Regions from separate parts of the Mus musculus genome. Here all the other regions are linked to region 1. A link is a contact called in public HiChIP or PLAC-seq data. All regions are on one chromosome and are shown on one strand. The core of a region is the stretch at or near the end of the contact, and the rest is flanking DNA. Distances in the headings are between cores, read along the strand shown. Region 1 overlaps Gm51545 (a long non-coding RNA gene). Region 2 overlaps Cdh1 (cadherin 1). Region 3 holds the start of 1110028F18Rik (RIKEN cDNA 1110028F18 gene). Region 4 overlaps Smpd3 (sphingomyelin phosphodiesterase 3, neutral).

Region 1 (6,612 bases), core at 2,859-5,358:
GCACACAGCTGCCTCTTGCCAGTGACAGCTGGCTTTCCTCAGAATGGTGAGTTAGAAACATACACAACACCCAAGAGAAAAGCTGCTCTCTTTTCATTGCCTGGTTACAAGTAGGATGTACCTGTCTGTGGCAGACAGAATTTCACATACCCTTCCCATCAAAGAAGTGCCTGACTTAATTGCCACAACTTGTAAAGGGAGCTTGGGGGTGGGGGGCGTTGCTAAGGGAAGGGTTTTGAGATGGGAAGCTTGGTCTAGGCAGCACAAGTGAGTCCAGTGTTATGAGGATCCTTCTAAGGGCATGGCGGGGTGGGGCGGGGTGGGGCAGGAGAATGAGGGTGACAGGCGTGAGGATGCAAAGGGAAGTTGGAGCAAGGCATTTGGAAGACAGCCTCCTGATTAGCTGGATAAGCCAAGGAAACAGATTCTTCCCTGCAGCTTCCAGAAGGAACAAAGTCACACATCTGGAGACGATGTAGCTCAGAGGTAGCACCTGTGCCCAGAATGTACAAGGCTTAAAAGGGAAAAAATGGAGGGAGGGAAGGAGGGGGAAGGAACCCTACCAATCCTTCACTGCAGCTCAGGAAGACCCACTTAGACATGTGATCCCCAAATCTGTATTATCTTAAGCCACCATGCCTGGGGCATTTTGTTACAGCATCAGTAGTAGAAAATGAGCAAGCCAGCCTTTGTTGTATTAATTAAAAGTGAACCACTGAGTCTGGCCCACATTCACCGGGTGTGAATGCACGTAATTACTAGGAATCGTTTCAGAAGCGGTCTATCACATTGAATAAATTGACATGAACCCCATTTTACAGGTAGACAAACTGAGACCCAGAGGCCTTAAATAACTTGCCTGAAGTCATAGAATTAATAATGGTGGAATCAGTTCTGTCTGACACTTAGAATAAATTCTAAAGTCCTTGAAATTTTTTATTATATTATTTTGGAGGGGAGGGCACATGAGGAGGAGGTCAGAGGACAACTTTCAGGAGCCAGTTCTCTTCTTCCATCATGTGGGTTCTGGGGATGTGTCCTAGTTGTCTGGCTTGGTGGCAGGCACTTTACCTGCTGAGCCATTTCAATGCCCCCTCCAAATCCTTTTTTAAATGTCCGTGAAGACCCACGAGAGCTGGGCTAGCTTCCCTCCCCAATTTTAAACACACCATACATGTCCTCACCTCCTCAAAGGCAAGCTGGTCTTCCCTGGCCACCATTGACAAACACAGTGACTTAGTGTGTCAAATTACCTGCTAATGTCTGTTCCCACCACTCCCATCCCTCATGAGGATGGAGCCCTTCACGTTTTTGTTCGCGGTTGTGTCCGGGGCACACACAGGAAGTTTTTAATAAGAATTTAGTACAGGAGTGCGTGTTCTTCATAAAGAGGTCAAAGAATGGCACACATTCTTCAACTCACTTCCCTGAGCTCATGAGGATTAAAGGAGATTTTTTTTTTTTTTAATGACACGGTTTACAGTCATAGGTATTTTAAAGAAATGAGTTTCGATTCTCCTACCGACCGGCAGGACCCGGGGGCATTCACAAGTTTGAGTTCTGACAGTCCTTTGTCTTCACCTTCTTCAGTCTGGCAGAGGGCTGAGCAAACCAGTAACCGGTGCCACTTTTTGATAATAACTGACTAATTTCTTTCCAGACTGGTTCTGCTGGGCCCCACATCTCCACTCACCGGTAAAAATCGTTGGCCAGAAACTGCAGCTCTTCTAAGACTGGTCACTGTTATTTATCTAGGGTGTGGCCATCTTGAGACTGGTACGGAAGGTAGAATTCTTTGTCAGTTGACAATTCACTGTCTCTGGCCTCAAAGTCACTTTGTAGCCAGCCCAAGGCAGCTCAAATTGGTGGCAGTCCTCTTGCCTCAGACTCCCAGATCCTGGGGACCACCTGGGGGTCACTGTGGCTATCTCATGCATTTCTTTGTAGCCCTATCTCCCCCTTTACCCACCTCTGCCATGTGTTTATCAGTATCTTTGAGTTTTTGTATGGCTGTATAAAATGGGTAGTGGTCCTTCATGTTAATATGACTTTACTTTAATTGTTTTATATTTATTTCATATCAGCACGCATACTTGCTGTGGAAGTATAGAGGTCAGGAGATAACCTGCGAGGGTAGCTAGTCTCTGACTACCATGTGTATCCTAGAGAATGAACTCAGGTTGTTATGGGTAGGGACAAGCACTTTTACACCCTAGGCCACCTTACCAGTCATAAATTCTTTTCTAAGAGGCATCTTGCTGTTACTAGTCAGCTGACTCGGGAGGGCCCGTTGGTCTTCTCAAATAGAAATCATAGTTAAAGGGAGGTAACTATTTTAGTATTGGTAGACCCGGTCCCTTGAGTGTCAAAAGCTTGTGGGCTGGCTGACAGACTCAGAACCGTATAGCTTTATGTCCCAAGAACTAAAAGCTAATGGCTCCAAGCTTTAGGGTCCACAGACCTATGGCTGTAGGGACTCACCCTAGAGGCTTTAATGTCTCTGGGCTTTGTCAATAGACCAGCTCTCAGTAGCAGCCAGTGTAACCTCAGACTCAGAAGCAGCAGCAGCAACAACAACAACAGAAGCAGCAGCAGCAGCAGCGAACATCACCTAGTGTTGGAGCTCTCAAACCTCAGCCATATCCCTTTACATCTTGCATGCTGCTATGGGTGTAAGGACCATCAACTCTCAAGGCTTAGCAGCTTCCAGGAACTCTTCCAGCGGTCAGGGCCTGCATCCCTCATCTTTGGCCTTGGATAACCTCTATTTCCAGGGTCCTGTATCATCTTGCCTGTCTCTGCATCTCTCTCTGGAACTCTGGATGCCCTCTTGCCATTGCTGTTGCTGCCACGGCTGCTTTGCTTGTCTTCTCACGCTACCAGCTCAGCCCACTGTACCTGTGATAGAAATCAAAAGTAAGCAAAGAAGTTTAGTCTCGGCACTCAGGAGACAGAGGTGAGGGAACCTCTGTGAGTTCAATGCCAATCTGGTCTACATAATTTCCAGACTAGCCAGGGCTACATAGAGAGAAACTATCTCAAAAAGGAAGGAGGTAAGAAAGGAAAGAAAGGAGGGAAGGGAAAAGAAAGAAAAGGCCATTCAGGAGATACCATTTGTTGACTCTTAATGTTATATCTCCGGAAAATAGCGAAAAAGGGTGTCTCCCAGCTCACCTTAAAAGTAAGCTGAAGGGGCTGGTGAGATGGCTCAGTGGGTAAGAGCACCCAACTGCTCTTCCGAAGGTCTGGAGTTCAAATCCCAGCAACCACATGGTGGCTCACAACCATCCATAATGAGATCTGACTCCCTCTTCTGGAGTGTCTGAAGACAGCTACAGTGTATTTACATATAAATTAATCTTTAAAAAAAAAAAGTAAGCTGAAAACTTTGGTTCTATAACCAAGTAGTAGGTGGGGGGGGGGGGCAAGAATGTCTGTACCAGTTATGGTGCAGCCCTTCATGCAAATGAAGGACTGTATTTGTGCCAATCACAGCATAGCCCTTCATGCAAATGAAGGACTGTATTTGTGCCAATCACAGCATAGCCCTTCATGCAAATAAAAGGAATGGTCTACAGCAATCGGTGACTTTCTGCTGGGCAGGGGTGAAGGTGGGAAATGGGGAAATGGAAGTGGGGGTTGGGGTGGGAGTTCTTTCCTCTTGTCTGAATGAGAGTTCAAGAACAGCCAAGATAATTTCAAGGTCACCAAAACTTATCTTATTATTGGTTGGTTGATTTTTCTGTAGATAGAGCTTATGTAGCCCAGGATGTTCTCAAAATCTATATGTAATGGAGGCTAACCTTGAATTCTTGGCCTTCCTGTGTATATCTCCTTCATTCCAGGATACAGAACCATGCCTGGCACCAACACACACACACCAGGAGTTGCTCTCTTTTGTAGAGCACTGCTTTCTAAGCCAGTGCTTAGAAACTATGTAGACCAGGCTGGCACTGAACTCACAGAGGTTCCCTGTCCAGAGTAGTCATGACTGGAGCACATGTTCAGCTGTGGGGGTAGTTAAGACCTTGGCCACAGCTGAACAGTCCTCAGAGTATCAATAAAGTAAATCCCCCAAAGCGACCAGGCTGTGACAAGGGCATTCCAGCCAAGGACCAAGGGAAGGGCTGCTTAGGTAACAGCTGACCGAGGCTGCCTGGCACGAGGGAAGGGCCTGTCAAAGAGCCAGCTCTTGGCAGCTTAGTCATTCCCAGAAAGCATTCAAAGATTGTTTATAATAAAGACTTAACAAAAGCTCAACACAGAACTAACAATTCTAACAGTCTTTAATGCTATTTGGTAGTGCTTAATAATGCTTAGTGGTGCTTAACTCCTGCCCCAGTACCCTAGATTGAGAGACTGTTCCCGAATCTGGCCTAGCACCATACGTCAGGTCCAGTTTCTTCCTGAAGTAGCCAGCTTACAAATTTCTCCTGGTGGGTCTCCTGGGAGTCATATCTTTGAGTTCTTTCTGCAATGAATGTTTGCATCCCTACAAAAGGTATCCACCGGGGATGGAATAAATTCGGTGACTTTTTGGAAACAGCCAGCCTTTGGGAGGTGATGATTTAGATGAGGTTATGAGTGGGAACATGATAGGATTTGGGACTTTTTGTTTATTTGCTATAAAGCTCCAATTAGCTGGGCTGTCCTAGAACTTCTGGTTGGCTTCTCTCTCTCCCCAGGTGCTGGGATTACAGGTGTGTAGCACCACACCTGGCTGTGAATTTGTGCCTTTAGAAGAAGAGGAAGTCAGGGTCTGAGAAGACAGTTGAGTGGGGAAAGTGCTGGCCTGCTGCCTGTGCCCTAGACTGACCACTGCCTGACCCTACTTGCCCTTGGAGGCTGGAGGTAGGGTGGTGAAGAATCAATAGCACAGACTCCAGGAGCAGGTGAGAAACTCAAGCAGCAAGCTCATCTGAACACAGCTGCAAGCTCCTTTAATACCTTCCACCTATGCCCCATTGGGCCTAAGAAAGCGGCTCTTCTAAACAGCAGTTCCCGATTGGCTGGCATTTTCTGCATCAGCAATCCTTGGTCTCTCAGGGGGTCCTCGATTAGGTCCTCCTGCCGGAGATGCCTTTGTGGCTGCGCACCCTCCCCCTGCCTCCCCCTGCCTCCCCCTGCCTCCCTCTGCCTCCCTCCACCCCAGCGTTTATGCAGAGGTGGCCTCACAGTTCCTCCTACACTCACCAAGAGAGCATCAGTAGCACCCTCATGAAAGCCAGGCACAGCAGTATGTACCTGCAGTCCCAGCACTGACAGGACAGGGAGACTCTTAGGCCTTGCTGGCCAGCCATCTTAGATGGATTGGTAAGCTCTAGGTTGAGCAAGAGACCCTGTCTCAAAAAATAACATGGAGAGTGATTAAGGACACATGACAATCTCTGGCCTTCACACCTCCACATGCACACATGCGCGCGCACACACACACATGCAAGCATAGACTCACAAGAGGAAGATAAGAAAGAGCAGGAGATGAGACGCCAGAGCTCTCTGACTTTGCTCATACCAAGCAAAGACCAGGGAACACACAGAGGCACTGGCCACCCTCAAGCCAGGAGAAGGGGACTCGGGATAAAACCTGCCTTACTGATCTGGAACCTTCCAGCCTCCAGAACTGGACATTTCTGTTGAAGCTACCTGACCTGTAGGCATGCCCCTGTAACTTATCAGCTGATTGGCTTCCTTGGCACTACCCAAATAGAAATCATCATTAGAGAGAAGTTGCTATTTAGTGTTGGCAGACCTAGGTAGGCCCTTGAGTGACAAACGGCTTGTGGGCTGAGTTGCAGACTCAGAGCCTTATAACTGATCCTGAACTTCTCAATAAAAACAAAACCAAACCCAATGTTTATCTCAGGCTTTAAGTTTGCTATAAACTAGTTTCCCTCCCTCTCTTCCTCCTTCCCCCTTCCCTCCCCGCTCCCTCCCTTTTATTTAATGTGTATGTATGAGCCTGAGTATATGTATATGTGTTGCATGCATGCGGTGCCCACAGAAGCCAGAAGAGGGCGTCAGATCTCTCAGAATGGTAGTTATAGGCAGTTATGACTTGCCCAATGCAGGTGCCAGGAATTGAACCTGGGTCCTCTGCAACAGCAGCGAGTGTTCTTAACCACTAAGCCATCTCTCTAGTCCCAAGGTAATTCTTACATGGAAACAAATATCAGGTTTACTTCTTTCATTCAGTTGTATCCCTTGTTGATCTAAGTTGATGTACGTTTAGTTCAGAATCAACAAAATTGTACTGTATGGATCTGCACAATACGTGTTTTAGGTCCTGCTGCCTGGGGGGGTCTCTGTTGTAAGAATTCAGCTCTGTTCTTAGGTCACACAGCAACCACATGGCCTGGGGGTGTGGGTGTGGGTGGGGGTGTCTCAGAAAGTAGCGTGTTTGCCTTTTAGGCACCACACTCTGAGTTTGAGCCCCAGCACTGCATACACCAGGCAGATTGTTTACAAACCTGTAATCCTAGCCCTCTGAAGATACAGGCAGGAGGATCACCCTCAGCAGCATAGACAGTTCAAGGCCAGCCTGAAATACATGAGACCTTGTTTCAAAAACTAGCAGTCACAGACAATTCGTAAATAAAAGATTAAAGTTGTGGG
Region 2 (6,463 bases), core at 2,104-4,603, 180 kb after region 1:
GGGACAACTTCCCAAGCTGCTGTTGAGTTTGTTTTGTGTTGGCCGGCATGGGCCCTTAAACTGAGTGGTGTGTTTCTCTCTTAGAGAATTTTTCATGAACTAGTTTTTCATTTGCAAGTGGTTAGTAGTTTGAGATAGCTTCTAGGTTAGGGGTGGGGCCGTGTGTCCACTTTACTCAGCTCTAATGTCCCCCGTTTGGTGCAGACCCCTGCAGACCCTATGCGTCCTGCCACAGTCTCTGAGTTCATGCCTGCATTGTTCAAATTGTGTTTCCTTGATGTCCTCCAATCTCCTCTTTGCTGGGCTCCCTGGGGCCCCCAAGGTGAGGGATTTGGCAGAGGTATTCATTCCATTTAGGGTTGATTGTTCCAAGGTCCCTCACTGTACGTGTTATTTGTCCCTTCTCCCTGGCTTCCTGCTCAGGAGTTCTGCAGACATGGCTGGTGTTTAGTAGCTTCTTGGTGAAGTTCAGGTAGCCAGTTTCATGACCACCCAGCTCTCAGGCCTGACTAAGCCCGTGGAGAAAGCCCATAAAATAAAGGGGGTGAACTTCTAATCTACATCTGAAAGGAGAACCCCTGTCTACATCTACCTGTTACCCTAGCCATCGGGGAGACTGAGGCAGAAGGATCTAGCCTGGAAATTTAGGGTGAGTCTGGGCAGCATTAGGAGACTATTTCACAGTGAAGAAGGAAGGAACTCACTCACACCCTTGGTGCACCTCACAGGTCTCTGGGCTCAGATTGGAGTCTTTGGTTTTGAAATTTCCTCATCATCGGCCGCCTCAGCTGGTTTTTCTTCTGGAGTCTGTTACGCCTTCTCCCCTTTCCCCCCTTCTCTTGCTAATCCTTTCGCTTGAACAATAGGAGTCCTTAAAACCTGGGAGGGAAGTAAATACCTTTCAGATGAGACCCTGTCTTAAGAGGGGGAAAAAAAAAACAAAAAAACCCTAGGGACCGGGTCACCAAGTGTCAGGTTAATCAGCAGATGTCAAGATGACTCCTGAGTGCTTGCTCTTTCTTCAGCTGGTGAAATTACAGCGGCAACATAGAATGACAGTCAGCAGGGAGGGAGGAGAGGGCCTGGGTGGCCTGGACAGCGGCCCCTCCTTGCCATTGGACCTCAGTAAATTGCTTAACCTCAGTCCGTCTGTCCCTTTACCTGTGAAAGGAGATAGGGAGCCAGTGAGCTAACATTCATTCACTTCTGCTTTCAGTGCCTGGTGCTTAAGCATATGGAGGGGTTTGTTTTTGGTTTTTGTTGTTGTGTTGTTGCTGTTTTTGAGAGAGGGTCTCTATAGCTCAGGCAGGCCTTAGAATGATGATGTAATCCAGATTGGCCTCCAACTTGAGATGATCCTCGTGTCCCCAACAGCACTGGCTTTACAGGGGCCGTCTGCTTTGTCTGTAGATATGGTGATAGGAGTCTGATTTAGAAACTTCCTTGTTCTCCTCTTCCCGAATCCTTCCTCCTGAACAATAGGAATACCTAAGTGCACAAGTGCAGGTGCCCAGGAGGCCCTGAGACAACCCCCCCTCCCCAGCTGCGAGCCTTCTCCGGTGGTGCTGGGAATCGAACTGGAGTCCTCTGCAAGAACAGTATGTGCTCTTAACCACTGCACCATCTCTTCAGCCCCCTCTAGTTCTTTAGTTTGTACATAAATTAGCAAGTTCAGGGAATGCAGAAGAACTGGCCAGGGGTCAGAGCCAGACTGGAAACATTTTTCACCAAACAATAGCTACAGTGTTCATGGCGTGCCTCCATTGAATACTAAACTAGCTGTTGATGTGTGACTTTGATTTTTAATCTTTGCACCAACTTTAGTTACTATATAGATAATTCCATTTCCAAATGATATATAGTGGAAGCTTGTAAAAGCTGCTTACTATCCCAGGGTCCCCAGCCGAGATCTACATGATAAAGCTACTCTCAACCCAGCCTACATTCCCCCTCCCTGTGCTCAGCCCTACCTGGGGTTGTTCACTTTCAAGCTCCCAGGAAGGAACCTGAGCGCTCCCTGCCCCCATGCAGTCCATTTCTATCTCTGGTCCTTTGGGTACTTGGAGCCTCAAGCTCCTGACTGCTAATGAAGCCTGTAACAGAAGGGCATTACTTACTGCCCGCCTTGTGCTCCCTTGAAATCTGGTCACCTGGAGGTGGAAGTGGGCAGTGCTTCCGTGCTTCCGTGCTTCCGCTTTCTCCCAGCTCCTTTTAATCACTATTTTTTTTTTTTCTTTTCCAAATTACTACCTAGGAGTTTTCTAGTAATCACTTTGGTGGGAGTGGGAGGGGGAGTGGAGGCAGTTAACTCTGTGAGTGCCAAGGACAGTTGTTGGACGGTGGTAGTGATGGAGGGGAGGGTGTTCACGGTGAGGGAACTCTGTGGAGTTACGTAGCTGGCAACAATGGGGAGAGACGGAGCCGCACCACCACAGACGCTTTGCATGAGCAACTATTTTGTTTTCTGTAGATGTTTTCCAAACCTTAAACTCTGTTAAGTCTGAAACTGGGAGGGGAACCTCTCCACCAAAATCTAAATATGGATCAGAGATAAGGAAACTTCCATAGTCTCCAGCTCCCTCCCTGACTCAGTGGCCTCTGTGACCAACTCCACGTGACTCTAGTGGACACCTTCCTGGTGGTTTGGCTTTTTTTTTTTTTCCCCATTTCATCTTTTAAATGGAGTTTTCCATGAATAAGAATATAAAACTGCGGGGGCTGGTGAGATGGATCAGCAGGTAAGAGCACAGAGGTCCTGAGTTCAAATCCCAGCAACCACTTGGTGGCTCACCATCGGTAACGAGATCTGACTCCCTCTTCTAGAGTGTCTGAAGATAGCTACAGTGTACTTACATATAATAAATAAACAAATCTTAAAAAAAAGAATATAAAACTGCTTCCTTCCCAACAGGCCTTGGATAGTTTTGTCTGTGGGAACAGCTTCCCATAGGAAAGGTGCTTTTGCTACTTCCGACCGTCACACACTCCTCCTCTGCACCCCGTGAGGGCCTCCCAGGAGTTTTGTGTTGGTCACAAGCCTCCCCATGTCCCAAGGGGGTCTGGAGAGGGATCTGAGGTGGTGGAAAGTGCTGGGGTGCCAAGTTATCAGACAATGGGCACATTGAGAATGCAGGTGGGGCCAGGCCTGTGTGGGCTGGAGCAGCTGTCGGAGCCTCAGGGGGTGCAGCTCATGCGCAGAGGGAAGAGGCAGTCTCTCTGCTGGCTGAGAGGGGAGGGCCACAGTAAGCAAAGGAGGGGGGTGATCCCCCCCTCACAAGATTCCAGAGCAAAGGGATGTTTGAACGATGACTCACATGACAGGGGCGGGGTCTGTGAGCAAACTTCCTGTTGGAAGCTTGTTCTTGGTTCCTGACTGTCCTTCCCAGGTCATAGAGACTGTCTGCAATAGGGCTGGGGCCTGTTAGGATGCCATCGAGGTGGGAAATCCTGGAGAGCTTGGAGTAGCCAGCAGGCCCTCTTCCCTCTCCTGCCCCAGGCTAGCTGGAAACCCGCGAGGAGGAAGGGTGTGTTGTTCCCTATCCCATGGAGAGGCTTGCATGGTCAGACCAGGCCTGGTGTGACCTCTGGGGCTGCTCTGTGACTGCCCTGTTCTGTGACTGCCCTTCTCCCTCCCAGCCCTCCCCTTCCATTTGCTTCTAGATTCGTCTAGGAGCCCATCTCAGCAAATGGCAGCATCCTCGCTTACCAGACATCTTGTTTGTTTGTTTGTTTGTTCATTCATTCTGGGCCTGAAGATGGAGAGCTGTGGTAGGGGAGAGCTCAGAGGCTGGGGGCAGCCTTAAGGGCACAGCCAGGACGGAGCCTCTGAGCAAAGGGCAGTGTGTGTAGAGTCAGGTAGGTGGTGGGCAGCAGGAGACAGGAGGAGCACAGAGGTAGGTGGCACTGTACAGAGGCCCTGGCACCATTTTGTGACAAGGACTCTCAGACCCCTCTAGCCTATTCCCCCACCCCCACCCCCATTACAAGCAGTAGGGTCTTAATAGCTAATGGCTTGGACACCAGCCTCTGGCTGCTCTGGTTCCCAGCTGGTCAGAGCCCTTGTTCTCCTTTGGGTTCTGATCCAGGTGGCACAGGGTGGGGGCCCTGATTCACATTCTTGATAGTGCCGCTAGGTTCCCTGCTACCAGCTGGCACATTCTGTCTTCCTTTCCAGCAGGTACTTGGCTGGGCTTCCTGCCCAGCTGCTAGACCTACTGTTAGGTCAGCTCATTGGATGCTTCCTCCAGGAAGCCTTCTCTAATCTCCATTCCCTTGGCTTCTTTTCAAGAGCAGAAGTTCACTGGCTTCTCCTGTTTCCCCAGAGTAGCACCTGGTGTCTCAAGTACTCGCTAAGCAGTTAGGAGAGGTGTGAACTGGGCCTCAGGGACCCCAGAGACAGGAGGGGAGGTCATTACAGGAAAGTCGGATTCTTTTCCTGGCTTTGTTCTTATAACCATCGTGTGTGTGTGTGTGTGTGTGTGTGTGTGTGTGTGTGTGTGTGTGTGTGTGTACGTGTGTGTACGTGTGTGTGTGTGTACATGCGTGCGCGCACACGTGCACGCGGCTGATGCCCTCTTTCTGGCCACCCTTTATTTATTTGTAATATTTATTTATTTATTTATTTATTTATTTTTGGTTTTTTTGAGACAGGGTTTCTCGTATAGCCCTGGCTATCCTGAAACCCACTTTATAGACCAGGCTGGCCTTGAACTCAGAAATCTGCCTGCCTCTGCCTCCCGAGTGCTGGGATTAAAGGTGTGCGCCACCACTGCCCGGCTTCTGTTCACTCTTAAGCGTACCCAACAGCCCATCCTGCACCAGCCCAGAGAGTCTGCAGAGTCCCCTGTGAAAATGTGGGCAACCTGTTCCTCCTGGCATCAGGTGGGGAGGAGAGGCAGATTATGCAGAATCAATCAATAGCAATCAATAGGTCCAATGCGGAGGAGACAAAGGATTGAGATGAGACAGGGGGCGTCCCACGTCCAATTCCTTTATTGCTGCAGTCCTTTCTGCCCCTCTTTACAAACAGGAGACTGAGGTTTAGAAAGGCAGGCTAGGGTAGTGGGTGGAAGGGTGAGGTGAACCTACAGGGGAGACTAAGGAGCCAGATGAATGGGGAAAGGGAGGCAGCCTCTTAATCCTTTTGTCTGTAGCTCCATCTTTGGAAATGCTGAGTAATTAATCAATTGTTAAAGGGCTTTCTGCCGAATTCTGGGGAAAGCCTTTACTTTTAATGAGCTGCTAGTCTGTCTCTTCAGTGCTGGGAATGAGTCTAGAGCCACCTGTCTCCTAGGCAAACACTTTACTGCTAAACTACTAAGCTCTGCTCCCCCACACTCCGGGTTAGCCTTTACATCTGTATCTGTCTGCCTCTGTTGGGATTTCAGGTGTGTGCCACCCCCTGTGCTCCTCAGTGTATTTCTACAGGGTGGTGGTACCTAAGGAAAAATCCATTCCTAGGGACTCTGACGTAAATATTTGGGATGAGGTCTGTCAAGGACTGGGCATTTTAACTTCACTTATTTTTATAGCCCTGAGGGTGGACATGGGACCTCTTGTAGGCTAGGTAGGTTTCCTTCCTTTTTTCTCCCCTTTTGTTTCTTTTTCTTTTGACAGGGTCTTTACTAGCCTTGGGCGGTCTGGAACTCACTGTGTAGACTAGGATAGCCTCAAACTCCTAACGGTCTGCCTGCCTCTACCTCTTGGCCTAGGGCTGTGGACTGTCTTTTTGGTCCTACTATAAGGATCATCTGGACCAGAACGCACGTTCTCAAGCCTACGCTGGGGAGTGCCTCACCTAGAAAGCTTAAAAGCGTAGACTCTCGCTGGATGTGGTGGCTCAGGCCTTTGATCCCAGTACTCAGGAGGCAGAAGCAGGTAGATCTCTGTGAGTTCCAGGACATCCAGGGCTACATAGAGAGACATTGTTTGCCCCCAAAGCACAGACCCTGACAGGCCTGTCCATCTTAAGGAACGGAGGCCAGAGACCTGTTGGTAGTTGATGGTTTGATGGTTTATTTAGAAACTCTCCCTGATGGTTCTTGACTTGGGGAGTGAGGAGAAGCCACTTCAAGTTGTAGACAAGGTGTGTGTGTGTGTGTGTGTGTGTGTGCAAGTGTGCCAATGTGTAAGTGTGTCTGTATGCCTTGCACACACACAGTTGTTTCAAGTGTGCTATGTAGCCAAGGATAACACTGAACTCTGAATTCCCCTTTATCTGTTTATGGGCACACATTTCCCCCCTGAGGGATATAAATTCTCCTTGAAGTGTTGATTCACCCCTGAAGTAGAATCAGGTCTAAAGTGGGGATGAATCTCAGGGTCCTTCCAGGTAGAAATGTAGGGCAACAATGACAGTACACTGTACCCTCCTCCTCCCTGTCCTTCTCCCCGCTTCTTTTTTCTTTTTGAGCTCTGAGTGACTGGAAGTCATGTAGATTGGCTGGTCCCGATCTTGTGCCTT
Region 3 (6,142 bases), core at 3,140-5,639, 150 kb after region 1:
TGGCCATAAAGGATTGGTATACTTATCATCTGAGAGACTAGGCTCTTGTTTTGGAAAGTTTGGTCTTTTGATGTCTTCTGGGGGGGACGTGCAGGCTCCACGAGGCTGCTCCATTGCTTAAAATCTTGCCATTAGGAGGTAGCATGGTGGTAGATGCCTGTAATCCCTAGACTCAAGAGTTGTGGGCTGGAGGACCAGGAGTCTATAACCAGCCTAGGCTATGTAGGAACTCCTTGGCCAACCTGGTCTACATGAGATCCTATTTCAAAACAACAACAACAACAACAACAACAACAACAACAACACATCATTACTGTCTGCTTCCTGACTGCAGAGGCAATAGAACCAGCCTGCTTTTGCTGTCTTTGGCACCATCTTGTCCCTGCCTGCCACCAGAACTTCCACACCATGATGGACTTAATCCTCTCAAAATAGCTTCTATTTCTAAGAAATAAAAAGAACTAACAGCTGAGCTGGGCTAGGTGGGGCATATACCCAATACCCAGCACTTGTGAACAGAGGCAGGAGGATCCCTGTGGGTTTGAGGCCAGCCTGGTCTACATAGTGAGTTCCAGGACAGCCAGACCTAAATAGAAAGATCTTGTCTCAAACAAACAAACAAACAAACAAACAAACAAACTATCCCAACTCCCAACCACACCCCCCATACCTCCCCAATAAAGAAGAAGAAACAGCAGAGCAAACACAGCTAAAATAAAGTTCAATTTAATGATGATGATGATAATAATAATAAATTCTTGCTACGGGTAGGTTGTAGTTTCATGGTGGATTATGTATGAGGTCCTAGGTTCCATCTCAGGCGTTAACAAACAAAACAGTACTTCCTATTGTTTTCAGGGCACAGGGAATCTACAGCCCACACCTGTGTTCAGTTCCTGCCTTCCCCTTTGATGTCATCTTTTCCTCAGGAGTCCTAGCATCTGAGGGTTTCCCTGAAAGTGGTGATCTTTGGCCTTTCTAAGAAAACTCTGGTTCATTCATTTTTATGGTTTTTTTTTTGTTTGTTTTTTTAAGGACCGGGTTCCCTGTAGCCTAGGTTGTCCTCTGACTCCTGATATAGCTAAGGATGACTTAGAAATTCCGGTTCTTTCTCCTCTTTCTACCAACACCTGGATTACATCTGTGCACCACAATGCCTGTTTTAGGCAGTATGGGGCTAGAACCCAAGGCAAGTACTGTTTAGAGCTGAATTACCCCAGGCCTGCTTCATCAGTTCAGACTGGTATCGTTTCCACTGCCAAGTCTTCCCTGAGCCTCCCAATCACACCGTGTGGTTAGTCATTAATCACTCATTACTATGGCTGGTACCTAAGGACCGCAAAATAAGGCTCTTCTAGTGGTTGACACCTAACCAGAATAATGAATATGCCTGTCTCGGTTGCTAAAATACCGTGTGGAATGTTTTCCTATTGGTTAGTAAGCAGTGCCTTCCCTGGTCCAGCAAGGCTTCTTCATTTTTCTGCCAACCAAAAGAGGGAGTGGGAGGGGGGAGCCAGACACAGCAGGTGGCTTGGAACCCTACCCCACTACCCCACTACCCCACTACCCCACTAACCCAGTACTAATTCCTGATTCATTAGTGGCCAGGAGCCCAGCTCTGCTAGTTGTTAAATGTTGGCAATATCATCTTGCTTATTGCTCTTCTTCTTTTCTTTTCTTTTCTTTACTTTTTTTTTTTTTTTTTTGACAGGGTTTCTCTGTTCTGGAACTCACTCTCTTTGTAGACCAGGCTGCCTCCCAAGTGCTGGGATTTGGAATTAATTAGAGGTACCCCAACTGGCTTCTTTCCTTTTTTTTTTTTTTTTTTTTTTTTTTTTTTGGTTTTTTGAGACAGGGTTTCTCTGTATAGCCCTAGCTGTCCTGGAACTCACTTTGGAAACCAGGCTGGCCTCGAACTCAGAAATCCGCCTGCCTCTGCCTCCCAAGTGCTGGGACTAAAGGCGTGTGCCACCACCGCCCGGCTCTTCTTTCCTTTTTAAATATAAAGGCACATTTTAAATCCCAGCACTAAGGAGGCAGAAATAGGTGGATCTCTGAGAGTTCGAGGCTAACTTGGTCTACATAACAAGTTCCAGGCAGTCAGGGCTATATATTGAGACCCTATCTCAAACAAAACCAAAACAACAAAACCAAAAAGGTGTGTGTGTGTGTGTGTGTGTGTGTGTGTGTGTGTGTTGTGTTTGCCATGTGAGAGCAGGCACCTGTTGAGGCCAGAAGAGGATGTCTGATCCCTTAGATCTGGAGTCTCAGATGGTTTGAGCTGACTCGTGTAGGTGCTGGGAACTGAACTTTTGCTCTTAGTATGTGCAGGCGGCACTCTTAGTCACTGAGCCATCTCAACAGTCGCTCGCCCTGGATTCTAAGTCCCTAGTTTCCTTGTCTGTTAGCTCTAGCAGACCAAAGCTCCTCACAGACAGAAACGGCCCTTCCTTGTTAGCTCTGTGCTTCCTGCAGACTGGTGGCTCAGTGAATGTTTACTGACAGACGGACGGGCTGACTGAACAAATGATCTCATTGAACAATACGGGCCTCTTCCCCTTGAGTCTGGACCCTGGAACTTTCCCAGACTGCCTTGGACACCTTGTTCTTTGCCCTTATTTTATGGCTCTGGTTTCTTAACCCTGACAGGAAGTTTCTGCCACCTGCTTTAGTCTGCCTCCAACCGGGCCAGCTCCACCTTGCCTCCTATAAAATGTGGAAAAACTAAATCCCAGCCCTTCTACCAACACAGGCTTAAGTGGCACTCATGTGTACACGCACACTCAAGTGCAGAAGGTCACTCAATGCTTACTGAGTCTGAGATGACTGACTTACGGAGGTTTATATGGGGTTGTCCAAGTTTTAGCATGTAAAGTCCTTTGTCTTGGGAACCCTTCATCTCTGGCAAATGGAGACAGTTGGTCACCCTAGCACTAAGGGTCATTCTATGTAGATAATGTTATTGCCCTTTTTTCTGTTGCTGGTATTTAGCACAGTGCCTGGTCCACTATATCTTACCCCAGTTTGCCTACTACTGGCCATGGATAATCTTACCACCTCTCAGTTTCCCTAAGAGGAAAGAGGAACCGCTGCTTCCCATGCAGACTTCCCTAATACGAGTAGAACAGTTTGCAACCCGGTGCCTGCCTTGGCCTCTCAAGTGCCTGGCTTGCAATTTTTAATCATCATGCATTATTCAGAACATTTATATTTTGTTCTGTAACTGTAACTATTCCTCCAGTGCTTAGTCTGGAGATTGAGCTGAAAATTGAAAATCAATGGACAGGACCCATAAATTTCACTCAGTTGAGAACTAACTCCAAGGCTCCTATGGGAAGAAATGGCAACCAGAATACTATATAGCCTCCAATGCCAAGAAGTCCAAAATTATCTGCTTGGCAGTGCCACCCATAATCCTAGCTACTGGGAAGACTGAAGCAGGAGGATCACCAATTGGGCTATGGAGCAAGGTCAAAGCCGTATTGAAAATTTAATGAGACTCTATTTCAAAATAATAAGAGAACAAAGCTGCCAGGTTGGTGGTGGTGTATGCTTTTAATCCCAGCACTTGGGCGGCTGAGATGGGTGGACCTCTGAGTTCAAGGCCAGCCTGGTCTACAGAGCAAGTTCCAGCACAGCCAGGGCTACACAGAGAGACCCTGTCTCAACTCCCCTGCCCCCCACCCCCAACCAAAAAAAAAAAAAAAAGGCTGGGAGCTCCAGGGGTGATGCTCAGCTGGCAGAGCTCTTCTGAAGCAAGGACAAAGTCTTGCGGTCCATCCCATAGACAGAATATCCAGGGTACTTGTGGTAGCTCCCCAGAATTAGGGAGTTGGGAATAAAAGAATGAGAAGTTCAGGATCATCCCCCGAGTGCCAGATCAGCCTGGAGTATGAGACCTTAACATGGAAACATGATGGTTCTTTGGAAAGTTGGTTGGATAGTTTTGCTGGGGCAAACATTCGAGTTTGAAGGAACATTTCATTAAAGTGGACCCAGGTGTGAAAGGCTAAGGCGGACTGAAGCAGACACAGGAGAGAGGATGTTCTGCTAAAGCAAGCATGTGAAAGGGCACGTGATGAAGGACTTTTCTTTTTTTTTTTTTTTTTTTTTTTTTTGCTAACATGTATTGGTCTGCCTCCCATTGCATGCTTTGAGCTGCATTTGTTGGGACACCAGAGAGAAATGCACCAAAAAGCTTCTGAGGGTGTGCTGCAGTTTGTTGCTGCTTCCAAGGACTTGGGCTGATTGGATGCGCATGCTGAGGCAAGACCCGTCTGAGGCAAGATATGTGGAGGACACGTGATGTTTGAAGGAGTCAAGGGATAGTAACAGAGGCTGCGCTTGGCTTGCTTATAGAGCTAGCTGTGCAACGCTTATGGGTGTGGCGGCTTTGCTGATGTTCGTTTCCCTGAGAGAGGCATAGCTGAGAACTTCTCCTGGCATTCCTCCTAATCCCTCCGGCTGACTGGAGCCCAGGCTGAAGCCTGGCTGGCTCTGCTAGGTCTTGTCACCACTGTTACTAATCCAACTCTACTGAACTGGACTGCTGGTGTATCCATGAAATGCTTGTGAGTGAGTAGAGCTTCGGCTGCCTGGTAACCTGTGACCTGAACTGATTTCCAGAGAACCTTCCTAAACAGGTCTACTCTCCCCTGACCCCTGTATCCTTTCTTTTTCATTACCTCTGGTGGCTGGTGAGCTAAAAGGGAGGTTAAAGCATCATTAAAAATAGGATTTAAAGAATTAAAGTTACAAGACCTTATCTCAAAAAAAAAAAAAAAAAAAACAAACCAACAACAACAACAACAACAACAACAACAAAAAACTAAAGCAAAACCAGAAAGAGCAGGCATGGCCTGTTGTGGTGGCACATGCCAGTAGGATCTGCTGAAAGAGCAGGCATGGTGACACACACTGTTAATCCTAGCACTCTGGAGGCAGAAACAGGAGATCTCTGTGAGCCAGCCTGGTCTACATAGAGAGGCTTTCTCAAAAACAAACAATCTAACTAATAAATAAGTAGATTAATCAACTCAATTAAATGGGCTCAAACTTTCTAGGGTTAGAAGAAAACTGGGAACTTCTTCTAGGCTTGTTTGTTATCTTAGAGGGGAAACAGAGTTACTGAAGGAAAACCATTTTGCTTTCAGATCACACCAGCCAGTTCCCTACAATATGTTCTGGCTAGCTCCTGGGAATTGAAAAAAAAAAAAAAAGTGAGACACAAAGTTTCTTTCCTCCCTTGACGTTTTTTGAGGGAGGGTTTCATTGTGTAGTTCATGCTGGCTTGGAACTCCCTATGTTGGCCAGGCTGGTCTCCAATTTATAATCCTCCTGCCCCAGCCTCCTTAGGGCTGGAATTACAAGTGTGCATTATCATGCTGGCTTCAAAGTTCCTTATAGTAAGGAAAATTTACACACACACACATCCATGTACCCTGTGCGTGTGCGCATGTACACACACACCCACACACCACACATCACTTCTAGATATAGAATAATATATAGTCTAAGAAAACAATGTTTTAATTTAAAAAATAAAAGCAATTTGGGCACGTTAGCAAACATCTGTAATCCTACTATTTAGGAGATCGAGGCAGGAAAATCAGAAGTTCAGGGCTAGCCTCATCTACATGGTGAGTTTTAGACCAGCCTAGGCTACCTGGAATTCTAAATCAAACAAAGCAAAAGCAGAGTTGTTTGTCTCTAGACACTCCCCCAACACACACACACACACACACACACACACACACACACACACACACACACACACACACACAGTGAATTTCCAGCCCTTCCCTTGGTATCTGTGATTCTATCTAGCCAGGGTGAAACTGACTGTCAAGGAGCTATTTTCATTGGCTGGCAAACTTCAAGAGGGCTTGCCCTTTGGGAGGGGCTTTCTCTCTCCCCTAGGCTGGGTCTGATATTGGCCTGATTCCTCCACACACACACACCCCACTCTGAGAAGGGAGGCAGTCTCTCTCTCTCTCTCTCTTTTTTTTTTTTTTGTTTGTTTGTTTGTTTGCATGGAGGTGACACAGGTTGCTGCAGAGCTTTTGGCCTTAACAGCCGTTCTCAGTCCTGATCAGTCATCACTAAGACCAAAGTTATTTGTACAATGGGAGAGACCTACCAC
Region 4 (6,625 bases), core at 3,910-6,409, 160 kb before region 1:
AGTTTTTCTCAGATGTGCATAATTCCCCTGCTGCCCCTAGCTGTGCATGGGGCAGAGTAGAGCTGTCCTCTTGAGTCAAGGGGCCCTGCAGGTCTGCGTGCCTCAAGGCATCTCTTGCAGCCAGCTAACATTCTGGGCAGACAGAGCTTGTGGTCACAAGCTCTGAAACTATGGTGGATGTCAGACAAGGTGATTGAGGGGTGCCCTGGGTCTTAGTTTCCTTTGGTATATGGGGATGAAAATTCCTTGGGCTAGTTCAGCAGTTCTCCAACCTCTCTAACATCGTGACTCTCTAATACAGTTCCTCATATTGTGGCAACCCCTAGCCATAACTTATTTTCATTGCTACTTCAGAACTCTAATTTTGCTGTTATGAGTCATAATGTAATCTTGATATGTAGGATGTCTGCTATGTGACCCCGTGAAAGGGACATTTGACACTCCCCCCATGCCCCCAACACCAAGGGATCTTGACTTGAGAACCACTGGGCTCGTTGGCGATGGCAAGCACTTTCAGCACTTAGTGCAGAGCCTGCCTTGCTTCTGTGCTATCACTAGCGCTACCAAAGCTTTGTTTCCCTCGCCTTAGAGAGCTGGGCTGCAGTGCCTGCTTAGCATCTTTAAAGCCCCGAGTTTAGTTCTGAGCACAAAACAAAACAAGAAGAAAAGAAAAGAAGAAAGGCTCAAGATACACCCAGAAGCTTCAAAGTTATCTCATGGTGAGGACTGGCCTTACAGAGGGATACCTGCTCTCTTAAATGACACTGTGGGAGATGGGCAGGCTTGCCTTCTGTCAGAACTGTACTAGAGCTGTCTCTTCTGAGCTGCTTGTATAAGCCAGAGCCATTGGCTTCTGTAGAAGCCAAGTGCAGGCCAAGGGTCCATAAATTTTTAAAAAAGAAACTTTCCATGGGAGCTGTTAATTCACGATGTGGCTTCTGAGCACAGGAGTGGGATGGGAGCGGCTCTGAGGTGTTCTTTCCACCAGCCAGCCTGGACATTTCCATGGCAGAATTCAGAGAGGCCAGATGATGCCAACTAGTGTGTGCTTGGAAAGCAAATCTCAGGCTAGCTCTGTGGAGGGTGCAGGGTGCTCAGCCAGCCTGGCCACTCAGTCTTCACTGCTTACCATCCCTGAATTTTCCACTGATGACTACAGAGGACACTGCTGGGGAAGCTGGGATGGAGCTGGATCCTAGGTCTTTGCCTGAGCCTCCACTCATCCCAAGGATCCTGAGATAAGGGGTAAGAACCTTCCTACACCAGACCCACTGCAGAAAGTTGACTGAAGCAGAAGCCATGGGACTTGTACCAGTCCTGTACCCTTGTGAAGGCTGAGACCAGGATAGCAGAGGAGACTTGGGGTGAAGGCTTTCTCTGTGATGAGGATGGGCTCTGAGACCACCCAGCTCACAGGCCTTCCCCCACTAGGCCTCAATGGGCAGAATTGGAGCAGACCTGATTCAGGAGTAAATAGCTGAGCATGTAGCTAGGCCTGAGCCTATGTCCTCTAGAGTTCTGAGCTGCTGCATGCTGGAGCATGGGTCTGAATCCAGACTTAAGAACAGTCCCAGTAGAGGCTCTTGGAACTCCCTAGCAGGCCATGGTATTGTCTTCAGTGAGATCTGGGGAACCCAGTGTGTGAGAGGAGCTACCTAGCTGAGCAACTGCCAAGGACATACCAACATGCCCTACCTGTACCAGGAGTCTCTCTTCAGGCACAGTGACAAGAGTAGCCCCAAATCTCTCAGAACCTGTCGCTGAGGCCTTGCTCTCAGCAGAGTTCCTGATCTCTGACACAAAGGCTGTCACCAATGGTTTGAGAGCTAAATAAGCCAAAGACTATTCTTTGCCTCTGAAGAAACAGCAACATGTTTTCTGGAGGAGGAGGAGACTTGCTGACATCCTCCTGAAGAATCATTCCATATCCAGCCCAGATTTTTCTGTGCCAAAAAACATTTAACAAACTGTGTCCCAGAGAAGGTATGCAGCGATTAACCAGCAAGCAAATTAAATCAGTTAGACAGCACACAGCAATCTTCCTACAGTACAGCCCTGGGCAGCTGAGCCTAGGTGTCACTCTCTGCTGAGGGTCAAAGGATTTTTGTCTCGGACCCTTTCAAAGACTTCTGACCGCTGGCCACTGTTATACAAAGAGACTTCTGCATATACCAGTATAGAAGCCCTTGACTCCAAGAGAACCGACCATATTCCCTCCCCTTAAGAGAGGATGCACAGGGCTGGGCGGTGGTGGCACACGCCTTTAATCCCAGTACTTGGGAAGCAGGGGCAGGCAGATTTCTGAGTTCGAGGCCAGCCAGGACTATACAGAAAAACCCTGTCTTGAAAAAAAAAAAGAGAGAGAGAGAGAGAGAGGATGCACAGAATAACCAAGAGCCACTTGCATAGGGCCCATGTGCGAGGCTGCTCAGTGTCCCAGTCTATTCACCTGCAAGGGAGGTGAGGGCTGCTGGAGTCTCGTACAACTGCAAGCCAGTCATCTGCCCACATCAAAACACAGAGGAGCTCATGGCTCCTGTGGTTCTCCTGTGCTCATCATAAGTACTGCCATTTTTCCCATCCTCAACATCAAGAGTCTCTAGGGACTCTGGGTTTCAACTATGTCAGCTGGTCAACTGGTCAACTCACGCTGGCAGTGACTCTGTCTATACCTGCTTTGGCTATTGAGCTCTGTACTTCATTTTTTTGTTTGTTTGTGTATTGTTTTATATATACATGTTTGTGTGTGTGAATGTATATGTGTTTGTGGTGTGTGTGTGTGTGTATGTGTTTGTGTGTGTGTGTGCGCACACACACGCACGCAAGCACTTTCTCACCTGTGTGGGTGTGCTTGCCCATCACTGTAGGTATGGAGGCCAGAGATTGATATCATTTCTTCCTTAGTCATTTTTTTTTTTTTTTTTTTTTGAGATAAAGTCATGGAACCTGGAGTTCGCAGTTCTGGCCAGGCTGGCTGGCTGGTGAGCCCTCAGACCTGCTTGTCTCTGTCTCCCAGCACTGGAGTTACAGATGTGTGCTGCCACACCTGGTTTTACATGGTATACTAGCTAGTTTTATGTCAACTTGACACAAACTAGAAGCATCTGAGAAGAGGGAACCCTAACTGAGAAAATGCTTCCATAAGATCCGGCCATAGGGGGCTGAAGAGATGACTCAGCGGTTAAGAGCAGTGACTGCTCTTCCAGAGGTCCTGAGTTCAATTCCCAGCAACCACATGGTGGTTCACAACCATCTGTAATGGGATCCAGTGTCCTCTTCTGGTGTGTCTGAAGACAGCTACAGTGCACTCATATGCATAAAATAAGTAAATAAATAATTTTTTAAAAAAAGATCAGGTCATAGGCAAGACTGCAGAGCATTTTCTTAATTGATGCAATTGATGGGGAAAGAGCCTAGCCCATCATGAGTTGTGACACCCCTGAATTGATGGTTCTGGATTCTGTAAGAAAGCAGGCTGAGCAAGCCATGAGGAGCAAGCCAGTAAGCAACACTCCATTGCTTCTGCATCAGTTCATGCCTTAAATGTCCCAGGAAGGCCCCCACCAGACAACCCTGGTTGAATTCTTGCCTTGGCCTCCCTCAGTGGACTGTGACTCAGGATATGAAGGCCTAAGAAACCCTCCCCTCCCCAAATTGCTTCTGGTCATGGTGCTCCACCCCAGCGACAGCCACACTAATACAACTCCAAGTTTAGGTCTCATACTAGCACAGCGGTCATTTAAAACACTGAGCCAGTACCCTAGTCCTGCTTGTTTTTTGAGACTGAGGCTTTCGGTTTTGCTTTGGTTTTTTTTTTGAGACAGGGTTTCACTGTAGCCCTGGCTATCCTGGAACTCATTTTGTAGACCAGGCTGGCCTCAAATTCACAGAGATCTGCCTACCTCTGCCTTCTTAGTGCTGAGATTAAAGGCGTGTGCCACCATTGCCCTGTCTGTGACTATGATTTGATGTTCTAAAATATTATTATGTAGCCCAGGCTGGCCTCCAGCTCACAATACTTTTGCCTCTTGCTGAGTAGTTCTGATAGAGCGTGCAGGAGTCTTGGCTCTGGCTGCAGCAGTTCCTATGTACATAGATTGCTAGTGTGGATGAAATACATTTCTACACAGCAGTGACTTCTGAAAGGATTGGGCGTGCTTTACTTTGGTAAAAGTCTGGGCAAACTTTTCCCTTTGTCCAGACGTCTCTTCAAGGTTGCATTTCCTAGTCCCCTTGTGAGACAGTTCACTTAACAGCAGGTGTCAGAACTTCCATAGAGTTCTCTCCTTCTGCCACATGGACCTGTGGGGTTTGAGATTATAGCTACTCCATCAGCCAGGGCCCCAGATTACCACTATATAACTGGACTCATAAAGCATCTTTGATTTCTAGATAGGGTTTCCTACATCCTGGTCTGACTTTGACCTTACTATGTGGCCAAGGATGACCTTGAACTTTTGCTCTTCCTACTTGAACCTCTTAGATATTGGGATTTCAGGCATGAGCCACCACAGTCGGTTCCTTATGATTGTAGGGATTGAACACAGGCCTTCATGCCTGTCAGACCAGCACTCTACCTTCAAGCTATATCCACAGCCCCAGACAGCCTCTGATGATAACCACAGCACTGACCATCCCATTTTGATCAGCAGAGGAAGGCAAGGTTTTCTGTATAATCGGTCTCCCTGCTTGACTCCAGAACGCAGCCTTAATGAGTGACAGGCTTTGGTTTCTAGGACTACATCCAGATCTACCTCTGGACTCCACTTTCTTCATCCCCATTTCAGTGATGATAGCAATGTCTCTCTGCTCAGACGCCAGGCTAGGAGGAGGCCCACTGCTCACTCATCCCTTCACTGTTCACTCCTGCTTTGTGCCCAGATCCTCTGGGACCATGAGGCACTGGGACTCTTGAGCCTTAGGCTTTTCATTTTTAATGGAGATTTTTCTGCTCAGGGAGAAAGAGTTTGACGTCAGTAGACAAGAAATCCATAAACACAGAGAAGAAAATCCATGTGAATGGATAGAAACCTCTATAAGAGGTTGATCTAGGGGCCGGCAGGGCCTACAGAAGACAAGCAGGAAGCAGCAGGATCAGGTCCTCACAGGTGGACCCATGTTGAGACAGAGCCAAGAGCCTATGCTTCATGCTTGGGGCCAGAGCCAAGAGGTTGGGTGTGGCCAGATACTATGGGGTAGTAGTGTTGGACAGCAGACAGGGTCAAGGCAGAGAAGTTAAACAAGGAACTTGGGAAGCAGAGTCAGATATGGTTTCTGCAGGTGTTTGGTGAGAAATGCTGGTGACCATGCACGTATGGAAGGTGCAGGTGTCCTCCAGAGGGTGTGGGGATGGAAGGGTGCTGCATATTGACTGGGCAGGGCAAACGGTGAGCAAGGGAGAGGCAGGTAGAGCAGAGAGATCGAGAACTGAGTGTGGACACAAGAGAGATGGAGCCACACAAGAGCCACTCCTGCCTCCCAAGGCCACTCCCTTAGTGACCACAGTGACTGCTTACAGGCAAGAAGGACACAGACACAGGAAGATTGGCTCTGGACTGTGGGCAGGAGAGCGTGCTTCTGTACCCACTGAGTCCCCCTGAGTGGTTTGTTTGCCTTGTTTTTACTTTTTATTTTATGTGTGTGGGTGTCCTGCCTACATGTAGGTCTGTATGCAGTATATATGTCTGATGCCTTGGAGGCCAGAAGAGGCGTTGGCTCTCTGGAACTGAAGTTACAGATCGTTGCGAGCTGCCATGCGGGGTGCTGGGAAGTGAACCCAGATCCTTTGGCAGAGGAACCAATGCTCCTAACTGCCGAGGCAGCTCCTCGAGCCCTGGTTTGTTTAGTTTAAAGATAGTACACCGGCATGTAGCTTAGGCTAACCTACATAACCATTCACAGTGTGCTGGTGCTATCCGGAAGCTGCCCTCTAGCTGGCTGGGAGTGAACAGCCCAGCTTGAGGCTGCACTCCCATTCATACAGAAGAAGTGGGGGCAGTGTATCTGGGTGGACTTGCTGTTAAGTTTTCAAAAGAAAATCTCCGTAAAGACGTCAGCACTAATGAAAACCCAGTTCATGCGGTTTTGGTCAGAATCGCTTTAAGAAATAATCCCAGGAGACTGCGTGTAGTGATACACACAATCTCAGCGCTCGGGAGGCTGAGGCAGGAAAGTTAAAACTAGCTAGCCTCAGCTACATAGTGATGGGAACTTGTTTCACACAAACAGCAGTAAAAATTAGATCCAGGGGCTGGAGACGTGGCCCAGTGATTGATTGCTTAGCATGTTCAAGACCTTGCTCAGGTAGGAAAAGGAAAGGCAGGAGAGAGGAAGAGAGGACTAGACTCTAAGGCTTTCCTTTCGGCTCCTTGATTTCTGTTTCCTTCTTTTCTGCCCCTGGTCCCTTGTCACTGTGCTTCTTGCCCTCTCCCTGCTCTCACAACTGTCCCTCTTGAGAGCTCTGTGATGTTGCCCTGACTCTTAATGCCCAACTTTCCCCTGTCTCTCTTCAAACCCCTCAGGTGACTCCTCATGGGACAACCAGCATAGGTGCTTCATGACCTTTGACCCCATGTAGTTGACTGACAGTTTCCCTTCAGGTTCATTTTTCCTCTTGTTTTCCTAA

The links. HiChIP or PLAC-seq counts read pairs in DNA pulled down with a chosen protein or histone mark.
Region 2: a FOXA1 HiChIP or PLAC-seq map of pancreatic cancer cells shows a contact between it and region 1. The contact joins two enhancer-like sites. A contact is called at or near these places in 4 of 39 promoter capture datasets (cancer-associated fibroblasts, cranial neural crest, maxillary cranial neural crest and 1 more), 4 of 484 Hi-C or Micro-C datasets (bone marrow-derived macrophages, embryonic fibroblasts, embryonic stem cells and 1 more), 13 of 115 datasets of contacts at active chromatin or transcription factors (embryonic basal ganglia, embryonic midbrain, embryonic stem cells and 5 more) and 3 of 9 other capture datasets (adipose tissue, liver and pancreatic islet).
Region 3: an HNF4G HiChIP or PLAC-seq map of pancreatic cancer cells shows a contact between it and region 1. The contact joins the promoter of 1110028F18Rik here to the enhancer-like site in region 1. A contact is called at or near these places in 3 of 39 promoter capture datasets (the 3T3-L1 cell line, the SN4741 cell line and frontonasal cranial neural crest) and 6 of 115 datasets of contacts at active chromatin or transcription factors (a beta-TC-6 cell line, bone marrow-derived macrophages, embryonic stem cells and 1 more).
Region 4: a FOXA1 HiChIP or PLAC-seq map of pancreatic cancer cells shows a contact between it and region 1. The contact joins two enhancer-like sites. A contact is called at or near these places in 1 of 115 datasets of contacts at active chromatin or transcription factors (pancreatic cancer cells) and 1 of 9 other capture datasets (adipose tissue).

What each region holds. Positions count from the first base shown.
Region 1 is chr8:106,433,838-106,440,449 of GRCm38.p6, forward strand. It overlaps Gm51545 (a long non-coding RNA gene), which reads right to left. Exons shown (of 3, transcript XR_003947445.1): 2 at 5,194-5,339; 3 at 1,045-2,898. Among named protein-coding and RNA genes, the nearest start is that of Zfp90, 22 kb to the left of the region's middle. Within about 2 kb of position 4,109, at least 22 of the 459 cell types and tissues checked have an H3K27ac peak or open chromatin away from gene starts, as enhancers often do. A contact at or near this core is called in embryonic fibroblasts and pancreatic cancer cells, where this site is marked.
Region 2 is chr8:106,616,503-106,622,965 of GRCm38.p6, forward strand. The region is part of intron 2 of Cdh1 (cadherin 1); the gene reads left to right. Among named protein-coding and RNA genes, the nearest start is that of Cdh1, 16 kb to the left of the region's middle. Within about 2 kb of position 3,354, at least 153 of the 459 cell types and tissues checked have an H3K27ac peak or open chromatin away from gene starts, as enhancers often do. A contact at or near this core is called in embryonic fibroblasts and pancreatic cancer cells, where this site is marked.
Region 3 is chr8:106,582,754-106,588,895 of GRCm38.p6, forward strand. It overlaps 1110028F18Rik (RIKEN cDNA 1110028F18 gene), which reads left to right and starts at 4,390. Exons shown (of 3, transcript NR_045470.1): 1 at 4,390-4,664.
Region 4 is chr8:106,271,737-106,278,361 of GRCm38.p6, forward strand. All of the region lies in intron 2 of Smpd3 (sphingomyelin phosphodiesterase 3, neutral), which reads right to left. Among named protein-coding and RNA genes, the nearest start is that of 4930506A18Rik, 7.2 kb to the right of the region's middle. Within about 2 kb of position 5,160, at least 13 of the 459 cell types and tissues checked have an H3K27ac peak or open chromatin away from gene starts, as enhancers often do. A contact at or near this core is called in pancreatic cancer cells, where this site is marked.